Regions from separate parts of the Mus musculus genome. Here all the other regions are linked to region 2. Evidence: chromatin contacts called from public HiChIP or PLAC-seq and promoter capture Hi-C data. All regions are on one chromosome and are shown on one strand. Each heading gives the region's core, a stretch centred on a gene start, on an enhancer-like site or on the middle of the called end of the contact. The rest is flanking DNA. Distances are from core to core; before and after follow the strand shown. Region 1 holds the start of Pccb (propionyl Coenzyme A carboxylase, beta polypeptide). Region 2 holds the start of Il20rb (interleukin 20 receptor beta). Region 3 overlaps Pccb (propionyl Coenzyme A carboxylase, beta polypeptide). Region 4 holds the start of Msl2 (MSL complex subunit 2).

Region 1 (2,700 bases), core at 130-2,629, 550 kb after region 2:
AGCATCAGGATCTTGCCTGGGGTGCAATAGGCAACTGAGCAAGGGTGTCCCAAGAGAAAGGTTACCAGAGCAGTGACAGGCTTTCCCAGGGAACTTAATAGCCCTTCAGAGGGACCCCAAGGGAGAGAGGGCTTATGGCTCACCATAAACCTTACAACCACATTTACATCCCTAAGTGTCAAGAGGAATAAATAGTTTTCCTTGAGCATTTTTCTTTTTTCAAACCTAACTCAGGACATCTGAATCAACATTTGACCCAGATTTTCACACACTTGGGTAAGACTTGCATGCCCTTCACAGGAGCCCTTCCCTTAGGGAACCTTCATGTTAACTTATCCAGCTCTTCTGCCTGGACTCACTCAGTTGTCAAGGACACACTGGGCAAGTCTGGCTTCAAGTCTAGGGTCACCTCTTCCAGCTTCTGTTGTTTTTTGTTTTTCTGCTGCTAAATGACCTCCCCAGAAGAAGCTCAAATGTGATTCCCGCCTCAGCTGCTCTCAGCAGAGTAGCCTGAGAGTTTATAGAAAGTCCACCTGCTTCCTATGCAGCAGATCGATACATGAACCTCTCAAGAGGCCAACCAGACTTCCTCGGTCACAGGCGTCACAAATCCCCAGCACGCAGGGAGACAACACACCAGGTTAATGTGAACATAACCAAGTTTTTTCTAATACTTCGTGCCTGGGTTTTACTGCTTCCTTCCCCGAGAAGAGGGAAGGGAAAAAAAAAAAAAAAAAAAAAACTGTCATAAACACTTTCAGGCAGCGGGAGAACAATCCCGTCTTTTAAATTCAGAGCCTGTGGCCGATTAACGTGGCAATCTTATTCAAACAAGACCTGGAAGACATTATTCTGTTTACGGTGCTTTCTAAAGACCACCTTTCCCAAAAGTTCAAAGCTGCTAAGTGGAGCGCAGCTGGAGACCGGTCACATCCATCCATCCATCCGACGACCAATGCCCACCACCACCGCCTGGGGACCTCCCTAAGTGGTGCAGATGTCTACTGACACCCGAGGGGGCTCTAGGTTCTCCAGGTGGACGTTCTCGCCGCGCCCCTCCCAGGCGCAGCGCCTATTGGCTGGGAGGCTCGTGCGCCGCGAGCCCGGCGCGCTGTGATAGGGCGGGAGCGGAGGGGGCGGGACGCACTGGCGCCCGTGACTCACTCGCTTGTGCTGCGCGTCGATGCGGCGCTGGCCTCCTCCCAGCAACGCTGCATGGCGCTTGTTGTCGATGCGCTCTTTAACTGAAACCGGCTGGCTGCAAAGGCCGCGGGTCGTGATGCCGAGGCCGCAATTCAGAACGCTGAGCCTCGCTCCAGCCGCCACCGCCCGAATCCTAATCGCCGCCGCCATTTTTTTTTTTTTTTTTTTTTGACTGCCAGCGTGACACACACTGCACCTCAGGACGCATGCGCAGAGAGCGTAGACATTGCGAGTCTGCGCCTGCGCGTCGTCGCTGGCCCTAAAGCTGGTAGCAGTCACAGGCTTGCATTCAGGCTCAAGGCGGTCCTGTTCTAGGAAATACCTGCCTCTCAGCTCTGTGCCCGTGTAGCCACACAGAACAAGGACTTCATTCCTCGTTCTGCGTTAGCCATCTAAACTCCAGGCTTCGTCGACCCTCTTCCCCCCAAAAATGAATAGATAATGAGCTCTGACCAACTTTTACCAAATGCTGTGCCAGGTTTTGCTCTTAAAACTTAGCCTTGAAATAATTTATATCCAGATTTCAGAGATGGGATACACAGGAACAGAAGTAGGTTTGTATGGCGTCAAGACTGAAATGTTTTGTGAGCTACGTATTGAGCTCCAGAGAGGGTCTCTTAAAGGGGAGAGGAGCTGGGAAGCTACTTGGCTCAGTGCTAAGTTAAAGCCTTTGCCAGCCTGAGTATGAGGACCAAAATTGGGGTCCCCAAACTCAGTACTCAGCCAGAGTAATGAGTGTCTGTACAGAGAGGTTGCCTAGGTGAGATAGCTGACAGAAATAAAAGAATCCCAGGAAGCTCACGGAACAGCCACCCTAGCATGTACAGAAGCAAATGAGACCCAATTCTCACACAAATAAGGGGACCATTGACACCCCATGTTGTCCTGTGACTTCCACATGTGCACGCCCAAACTCTGATACACACAAATTATTTGATGTTTTTTAAGTTTGTGACGAGACACAGAATGGTGAAGTAAACTTTTAGAGACCATTGTGCTAGGTCTAGGCTCCATAGGGTTTTACAGTAGGGGAGAGAGGTTGGCCTCAACCCCGAATACACCAAAGACAAGATGTATCGGGGAGGGAGCTCAATGGATAGAAAATTAATAGGGAACACAGGGCAAGGAGCAATCTGACAAACAACGTTTGCTTGGTTGAAGGCAAGCCAGGGTGCTCAGACATCATTTGGGGGACAGTGGAAGAAGAACCTTATCAAATATGGAGGGCGATCCCTCATCAAGGGTGGAAGATTCTGGCATAACTGACTTAGCAGGATTCTTGGCAAAGCTACCCTCTAGAAGAGAGGACCTGGGAGCCAAGGTCAGTTCTATTCAAGAGATGCTCAGTAGAGCCTGACCGAAGTTTGGTCAAGAAGAGAATCTTGTCAACACAGCGGCTTTGGCATTAGCTGGGAGGAAATAGGAAAAGTAAACTAGGAGCAGACTGCTCGGGCTCAGACCTACTAATCAGAGGGGATGCAAGGCGGCGGCGGGGGC
Region 2 (2,700 bases), core at 104-2,603:
GATGTTATACGACCAGTGGCTAAACTAGGAAGTCACAAACATGTACAGACACAGACACTGATACGTGGTGGGGTGGGTGTAGCAGGAGGACACATGGGTTGGCAGACTGGCTTATTTGCCATGACAAGTTTGTGGAGGTCAGAGGACAACTTGAGGAAGCTGGCCCTCTCCTTCCACCGTTTGAGTTCTGAGGATTGAACTCAGTTGTCAGGCTTGGCAACAAAGTACAGTTACCAACCGAACCATTTCAACAGCCCCCGTGGGAAAATTATAACAACGAAGGCCAAGGCAAGCAAGCAGTAATAGAATGCATATACTGTGGAGACAGCAAGTGGCCTGCAATCTATATTAGTTTTCTGAAAGGAGTGAGACATAAGCTCAAATAAATGCAGGACGAGCCCCGCATATATAGACAAGTGGGCAGCATTTGCTGAACCTTCGGAATGCTGAAGGTTTGGGGCCTGGAAATGCCATCCATTTCTATGTCAGCTAAACTTGGAAACGTTTCTTTAGTACACAAGGCTCCCACCAACACCACAAAGTGACCAGTATATTGGAGAAATTTCTCTTAAATGCAGTGTCACTTAAAGAAACACTAACAGGTAAGGGAGGAGCTGCACTTTGGGGACAATAAAGAAGGTAATTACAAGAAACCAGGAGTGGAACAGAAAATTATGCAATCTTACTGGGAGAGAAAATGCCCCAAACCAAATCTATTTTTAAATGGTATGAAGTACCTTTTTCTATAATGACCAAAGAAAAATCTAATTTTTATAAATCTCATGCCCAATATGAAGCTTATAAATGTCTTTTTGTATTTGTCAGAATTTTTAATCATTTTAAGTGCCACATGGAAAATAACTGCAATAACTATACCTTAACCTTTCAAATACCAGATGAAATTGCAAAATGCATAGAACTCTGCAGACTATATTAATGGCATCTTTCTAGATTGTTCTGTGGATATTAGGAGGAAATTTTCCAAATAGAATGCAGGCATTTGAGATGCGAAAATGGAGATTAAAAGGTTTTTTAAAAATTGACATTTTAATTCAACCCCAAACCCAGGAAAGTATTTGTCACCTTAACCTATATTCAAGGCCCAAACTATCAGTTGTATTTAAATTCATTCTTACCCGTGAGAAAACCTGAGGTCATGCTGTAGAAAAACCACATGAACGGACTTGTCCAGACTCCCTGGGAAATCATTGTGCTGGTCTGTTTGGTGTGAGGGTCTCTAGCAAACTCAGCTTGCCCGGAGACACTGTTTTCTTCCAGAAGGAGGCTGTGTGTCCATCCTAGCCATCTCCCTTCAGGAAGCAGATGCTGGTGCTGAGGTCAGAGTTGCAATGAAGCTTGAACAGTTCTGAAAGGGGAGCTGGCCCAAATGCTCAAAATGGGCGGGCTTTGCAGCACCCTCCTTTTTGCCCAAACCCAGATATTGCATCAAGGGGAGTGGCCTGTAAGAGTTCCAGATAACTGGGGAACTTGAGACATCTGCCTGAGGGAGACATCTGGGCATCCAGGCTGTTGTGAAGGCCCTGGGTCTTACCAGTGAGCAGCCAGGATTATTTTCCCTACTCATCAAGTAGCTTCCACTGCCAAGCCGCTCTCTGCCTGTTCATTCAAGCTGGGCGCTAATTGGCTGTTTGCGTATACACACTTCTGGAGAAGCGGGGAAGGTAAATGATGACCATTACTACTGTGTTCTACAGTGCTAGGGGCTGAATACAGGATTTTGTGCAAGCTACGCAAGCACTGCCACTGAGCTACATCTCAGCCCTGTTGCGTCCATTAGAAATACCATTTTCAAAGTCAAACATAAGCCGGGCAGTGGTGGCACACGCCTTTAATCCCAGCAGTTGTGAGGCAGAGGCAAAGTGAGTTCCAGGACAGCTAGGGCTACACAGAGAAAGCCTGCCTCGAAAAACCAAAAATAAAAAAGTCAAAACATAAAGAATAATAGTTTTATATTTACAAATCTGCAAAAAGAAAATCTAGGGCATAATAAACTTGACATCTTGACTAGAAGAAACCGCAAATGGACATTAAAAATGTGAACAAGATTCTTTACCAAATATTTTTTTAAAATATTGAATCCTGAGCCAGGCAGTGGTGGTACACGCCTTTAATCCCAGCAGTTGGGAAGCAGAGGCAGGCGGATTTCTGAGTTCAAGGCCAGCCTGGTTTACAGAATGAGTTCCAGGACAGCCAGGGCTACACAGAGAAACCCTGTCTCAAAAAAACAAAACAAAAAGCAAAAAAGTATTGAATCCTAAGAATGTACTACGGAAAATTAAAAGTAATTTTAAAACTTTGAAGGGAAATCCTGCAATAGAAATTGGCCCCTTAAATTTCAATTCCTTGAGGACTTTAGAAACCCCAATGTGCAAATTATAACAGTAAAACGAACACCAGTTTGAGAATAAACATTGATTCTTTTTTTTAATAGAATGTTTTTTGGTTCCAGTTTTGTAACTTACTTGCAAGATAATTTTGGGACAGCCACTGATTCATTCAACAAACATTCACTAGGAGTTTACTATGTGCAAAAATCTGAGAATTCACAGTTCTTATCCTTTCCCAACTGATAAAGATAACCATGGCATAAATAACCATGGGGTAATATTGAATACAGTGAAGGGATCACTGGGGATACTGGAGTAGAAATACTCAGTGTACTCTATGGGACTGTAGAAG
Region 3 (2,700 bases), core at 152-2,651, 520 kb after region 2:
GAGAAGCTATTGGGCAGCTCGTTTCTAAGTCTTAAACTGCTCAGGGCAGCCCCAGTGGCACCAGGGCAGTGTGCAGCTTCCACGCTAGATACACAGAGTGGGGACCCCCTTAACCAGGGGCTGTGAAAACTTCCCCGATTCGGACACTACAGTACATGAGGTGGGGTTCCTCCACATTAGCACTGGCCCCTCAGCAGCCACTCATAATGAACACCGAAGCTGCCCTGGTAGCGCTTGGACTCAGGGCACACATTTGCAGAATACCCCTAAAGTCCCCCCCTCCATGGTCGCTATAGTGTAGTGTTCTGAAGCAAGGGTTTTCAAGCTACAAGGGCTAAGAAAGTGGCAGAATGTGGTAGCAGGAAAGGTGTCTCTCTGAGATGGCACCCATCAGGAAACACAACAGCTCTAGAAGGGAAAGTTACTGTACAGGCTATGAAGAGCTGAGGGGAGGAGGTGGCTGAGAAAGACACCCGAGGAGCTACCTGGATATTTCAAAGAATGTGGGATGATAAAGGGAATGAGAATTTGCCTCCAGATATGCCAAAGAACAGCAGTGTTTCAACAATGCTTTGCAGTCTGATTAGAAGCAACTGCTAAATCTTAAAGCGCAGAAGAGAAGGGGAAAGAGGAAATACAAGCTGAGATGGCCCAGCACCTGGAAATGGCACAGCGCCTGAAACACACCTCTAGTCCTGCAGCCTCGCATTCCTGCCAAACTGAATAAACCAGACAGAACCAGTTGGGAGAGGCCAAAGCAAACAGTACAAGTCTGGCCCAGGAGGACCAAGTGCTTCAAAAAGACCCCACACTGAGCTGGCCCCTAGGCACTAAATCAAGACTATATCTGAAGACATCCTACAATACCAGGCAATAAAAACAGGCTTGGCAGCTCTGCCAGCCGGTGGGGGAAGACTGTTAGATCACAGGTTCCTGTCAGAAAAAAATATCCATCATGGAAAATTATTCTGAAGTTTTATACCACCACAATATCTAGAATAATTCCCACAGAGGAATACTTGATCGACAGGATCTTCCCTCTGGGCTAAAATTCACATTCTGATAGATGGCTCATCTGGCCTCTGTCATCACAAATGCCAAAAGCAAAGTACCCTAGACATCTGTTTTATACATTTCAAAATATTTGAAAAACTCTGTAAACAGTCTGGTGCCATCCATTTCTCGGGCTGCAACTGACATTCTAAGATAATAAAATGACCTATAGGTCTAGCAGAAATGAAGACAATCTAAACAGGTCCATGAATCCCTCAATATATTGGTTTATAGAAACAATGGGCCATAAAGAAATGAGAATTTCCCCAGGAGTCTCATCTGGAAAGGACCGGCCACCAGCTAGAGGGGATTCCTTGGCAACTGTCAGGCTAAGGCTAAAGGAGGAGGAGTCTGTGGTAGGTGGGACCACACCTTGACCAGACCTGCTTACATTCCTCAGTTTAAACTTCAGTCTCCCTTCAGGACCGAAGACTGACATCGGGGTTCCCTGGATCTCCTTGTCCCCTTTCCAAACGTGGACAGTGAGCACCTTCTGCTTTCCACTAATTTGAATCTTTAATTTCTACCGAGGATGGCAGGACCCGCCTGGGGTAACAGGTTGTGACCTGCACTTTGTCAACATTCTTGGTAAGGACGTCAGTTACAGCATTTTTCATAAACATACAAATTTTGCGAAAGTGCCTTGCAGGATTAATGCTCTCCCCGTCTTTTATCAGACCTAGGAGCCCTGTTCTAAGCTACTGGAGATTTTATTATTTAAGGAAGCTGTACATTTTGCACTGAGGGAGCTTGAGGCTGCAGGAGACTCTGGCCCCTGGGGTCTGGGAACTGATCCCAGTCTAGTGATGTTTCCACAGGGGAACCCACAGTCAGCTTTATGTTTCCCATAACGCTGAAATAAACTTCAGCATACTTTCCTGGGATTCTTAGATTTCTATGTAAAATGGATTTATTTACATTGGATCAACCTCAGGAATCAGTGCTGGCTTTAACTTGTAAAATATGTGTTTTCTTTTTGTTGTTTGTCTTTTTTTAAAGTTTTTTTAAAAATTACATTTATGTATTTTATGTCCAGTTCCAGGGGGTCTGACACCTTCTTTTAGCATCAGTGGGCACTGAACCCACACGGTACACACAGACATGCAGGCAAAACACTCTTACACAATAAAATAAATATAAATCTTAAAACATGCTAAAAATATAGTAGTCAAGACAGCGATTGCATTGCCCCAAAACCAAGCACCAATCAAACCAAGAACCAACCCTGGAGCCCAAGGACAAGCTGACGAAGTCCGAGGACCTTTGAAGGGAGCAGAGCTCTCGTGCAGAGTGTTTGTCTAGATTAAGGCGAGGAGTTGTGAAGAATGCTTGCCTGGGCTAGACCCCAGGTTCAATCCCTGGGAATGCATGGTGAAGTTCCTACTTTGGAAGACAGTCTGGCAGCTTCTTCTAAAACTAAAGCCCTATTCAACACTGGTTTCTGCAGTGCACCCTGGGGCATTTACCCAAGACATCCGATGACGCCATCCCCAATCCATACAAGACCCTGCTGTTTATAGCCGTATAAGCTTTATTTTTTCTTGCTGAAGCTTGGAAGGAACCAAGATGTTCCTTCAGCAGGTAAAGAGAAAAACTAATCCCTAAAAGATATAGATAATGAAATAGTATTTGGTACTAAGACACAAA
Region 4 (2,700 bases), core at 171-2,670, 590 kb after region 2:
AACAACGAAGGACTCAGACACTTTCGGACTCTACAGAACCAGAGCATACATCGCGGGCTGTGTCCACGCACAAGGGCAGGCTCGCTGGGGACCTAGAGGAGTGGCTTTCAAACTTGTGGGCCAGCGCCTAGTCCACGGCCCGCCACGCGCTAGGTTCCGGGAGGAGGCCGGCGAGGCCGGGGCTGGGCTGCCATCCTCCCACTGGGGTCAACTCCGGTCCCCGAACACCCTCCCCCCACCTCCGCCCCACGGCGCGACGCGGGCAGCCCACGCGAGGGGAGACCGTGCCCGCTACCCCAATTCACCACAACCCACACGCCTGGGAGACCGGATTGGAGAGCACGTGGGGGAGGGGCGGAGAGCGCGTCCGGCTCGAAACCGAGCATGCTCCGTGCACGGAACCGTAAGTGGCGAGCCAGACATGCGCAGTGAGCTCGGGGTGTGCTGGCGGCGGGGCAGGGCGGGGCTGGCGTGAGCGGGCTAATGTGTTTATCCGGTTTTCTGGGTGGGCGGTCAAAGCGCACGCGTAAGGGCGAAAGGCGGTAGGGTCGGGGTGGGTGTGTTGGGGGGGTTTGTGCATGCGCAGTGAAGCCGGCAGCGCGGGGAGGGTGTGGAGGGGGCTTTTAGAGGAGAAGCAGGGGAAAAGGGAAGCGGAGGGAGAGGAAGGGCGGGGGGTGGGGGTGGGGAGGGGGGGTGAGAGCGCGCTGTGCGCATGCGTACAAGGGCTAGCGACGACGGCGGCGGGGGAGGCTCGGGGATGACAGTGTCTTTGCCCGTTGGGGTAACGGTCGTCGTTACCGGCCGGGCCTGAGGCGCCGCACCATCTACTGCGGCCGGAGTAGCCCCGGCCCAACGGAGCTAGAGCGGCGCGAGAAGAAGCGTGAGGGCGGCCAGGCGCGAGGGAGGGGCCTGCAGCGGGCCTGGTCGTGCGCGCTGGGTGGCGGCGGCGGCGGCCTGGCGGGGTGAGCTCGCTTAAACCGCGGCTGGGCAGGCAGGCGGCGGCGGCGGCGGCGGCGGCGGCGGCGCAGCACCGTGGCAGTCGCGCTTGGAGGAGTCGTCCGTGCCGTGCCGAAAAGATGGCCGGGCTGTGAGGGGGCGGCGCTTGCGCTGGTGACCCCAAGTGTGCGGCTGAGAAGCGGAGGGGCGCCGCCGTCGCCGCCTGCCTGCCTGCCTGCCTGCCTGCCTGCCGGGCCTGCTCCCCGCCCCCTCCCGCCGCCGGGCCCCGCGCGCACTTCCTCCCGGGCCTCCCTTTCGGGCGGGGGCCTCCCTCCCGCCCGCCTGCCGCGCCAGGCGCAGCGTGGGCCCCGCGTCCGGCATGGCGAGAACGGCAGCGGCGCGCTCCCGCCGCAGTAGCAGCAGCAGCAGTAGCAGCCACAGCAGCAACAGCAACCTCCGCCGCCGCGGCTGCTGGCACTAGACCCGGGAATCCGACGCCTGCGCCGTAGTCCCCACCGTCCCGCTGCCTCCGCGACGTCGCTGCGATGGAGTAAGGGCCCCGCCGTCGGAAGAGAAACGTGTGGACCGCTTGGACCCCACCGGGCCCGCTCCCGTGCGCGCCAGCTCCACCCGGAGGTGCCTCCGCGGCCGGACATGCTGCTCGAGCGCAGGCCGCCCGCCGAGCCGCGGGGCTAGAGCGAACCCGGAGCCCGTCCGGAGCACCCAGCCGCGGCCGTGTCGGACGAACTCGATCGCTGATTTCGCTTGTCTCTCTTTGGTCTGCAAGTCTCAGGGACAGAGGAGGGGCGCCGAGGCCCCCATGTGTGGGAGGATTGCTTCAGCTTCACAAACTTGCACGGATTTTGGTTGCTGCTTTGGCCAGGGGTTCTGCTCAGATTTCTTCCGAATTGTTTTAAATTCGCCATTGTTCCCTGGCTGCTTACAAACTTGGATCCGGAATTTCTTTTCAACCGGGAGCCATTGGTGTCGAAGTGTCTGCAATGAACCCGGTGAATGCTACTGCTCTCTACATTTCCGCGAGCCGCCTAGTGCTCAACTACGACCCCGGAGACCCCAAGGCGTTTACAGAGATTAACAGGCTCTTGCCTTACTTCCGACAGTCCCTCTCGTGCTGTGTTTGCGGTGAGACGCTTCTTTATTGTTCCCCTTTCCCTGCTTGTTTTCTAAAGTTCCTTTGGCAGTAGTAACGTGAACGGTTGGCCGGCCGGTAGTTCGTCTTAAGGGGTGGTACTGTGCAGTAGTACACGGTCGTTAGTTTTGAAAGTCGCCCAGGGACTTTTGCCCGGCGTTTCAGAAAGGCCGAGAGCCTTTTTCAGCCACCTTTGTACGGAGGCTTTAACGTTCAAAATGGTTTTATTTCGCTTTGACACATCTTTCTGGTGTTTTATTTTTTTAAAATACATTTTAAAAAATTCTTCGACGGCTTCACACGTATAGCGGTGATGTCTTAAATGGGGTTGAAATGCCAGCGGCATGCTGCCTTCTTTTTAAAACCTCTGCTGCGGGAACTGATTGAATACCATTGTCATTAAATGTGGTCAAACATTGTTAAGAAATATGCACTGCACTCGTGTTTTGCAGAGGGTGGATGGTATAATCTTGATGCACCTCCAGCCAGAGACCTCAGTGCCCCAGGTTCTACAACAGATGGTTTGAAGGTTAGCACTGACCTAATGAAGCTGATGGTACTTTTTAGTTGGTGAGATCTTTTTACAGACTAGATTTTCTGTAGTTTTAATGTCA

Evidence for each region. Promoter capture Hi-C pulls out the DNA fragments that hold promoters and counts their contacts. HiChIP or PLAC-seq counts read pairs in DNA pulled down with a chosen protein or histone mark.
Region 1: a promoter capture Hi-C map of embryonic stem cells shows a contact between it and region 2, with 4 times the contacts expected there. The contact joins the promoter of Pccb here to the promoter of Il20rb in region 2. A contact is called at or near these places in 13 of 39 promoter capture datasets (3T3-L1-derived adipocytes, the C10 cell line, the HPC-7 cell line and 6 more), 1 of 484 Hi-C or Micro-C datasets (bone marrow-derived macrophages), 10 of 115 datasets of contacts at active chromatin or transcription factors (acute myeloid leukemia, bone marrow-derived macrophages, embryonic stem cells and 3 more) and 2 of 9 other capture datasets (adipose tissue and pancreatic islet).
Region 3: a contact with region 2 is called in a promoter capture Hi-C map of the C10 cell line. The contact joins the enhancer-like site here to the promoter of Il20rb in region 2. A contact is called at or near these places in 11 of 39 promoter capture datasets (the C10 cell line, cranial neural crest, embryonic stem cells and 6 more), 1 of 484 Hi-C or Micro-C datasets (bone marrow-derived macrophages), 1 of 115 datasets of contacts at active chromatin or transcription factors (large pre-B cells) and 2 of 9 other capture datasets (adipose tissue and embryonic stem cells).
Region 4: an H3K4me3 HiChIP or PLAC-seq map of embryonic stem cells shows a contact between it and region 2, with 5 times the contacts expected there. The contact joins the promoter of Msl2 here to the promoter of Il20rb in region 2. A contact is called at or near these places in 13 of 39 promoter capture datasets (the 3T3-L1 cell line, the C10 cell line, the HPC-7 cell line and 8 more), 18 of 115 datasets of contacts at active chromatin or transcription factors (the 230-238 cell line, bone marrow-derived macrophages, embryonic forebrain and 11 more) and 2 of 9 other capture datasets (adipose tissue and liver).

The regions. Positions count from the first base shown.
Region 1 is chr9:101,033,505-101,036,204 of GRCm38.p6, forward strand. Pccb (propionyl Coenzyme A carboxylase, beta polypeptide) reads right to left here and starts at 1,380. Exons shown (of 15, transcript NM_025835.3): 1 at 1,165-1,380. The coding sequence starts at 1,353.
Region 2 is chr9:100,485,120-100,487,819 of GRCm38.p6, forward strand. It overlaps Il20rb (interleukin 20 receptor beta), which reads right to left and starts at 1,354. Exons shown (of 7, transcript NM_001033543.3): 1 at 1,137-1,354. The coding sequence starts at 1,209.
Region 3 is chr9:101,005,325-101,008,024 of GRCm38.p6, forward strand. All of the region lies in intron 6 of Pccb (propionyl Coenzyme A carboxylase, beta polypeptide), which reads right to left. Among named protein-coding and RNA genes, the nearest start is that of Pccb, 28 kb to the right of the region's middle. Within about 2 kb of position 1,402, at least 13 of the 459 cell types and tissues checked have an H3K27ac peak or open chromatin away from gene starts, as enhancers often do.
Region 4 is chr9:101,073,342-101,076,041 of GRCm38.p6, forward strand. Msl2 (MSL complex subunit 2) reads left to right here and starts at 1,421. Exons shown (of 2, transcript NM_001100451.2): 1 at 1,421-2,079. The coding sequence starts at 1,938.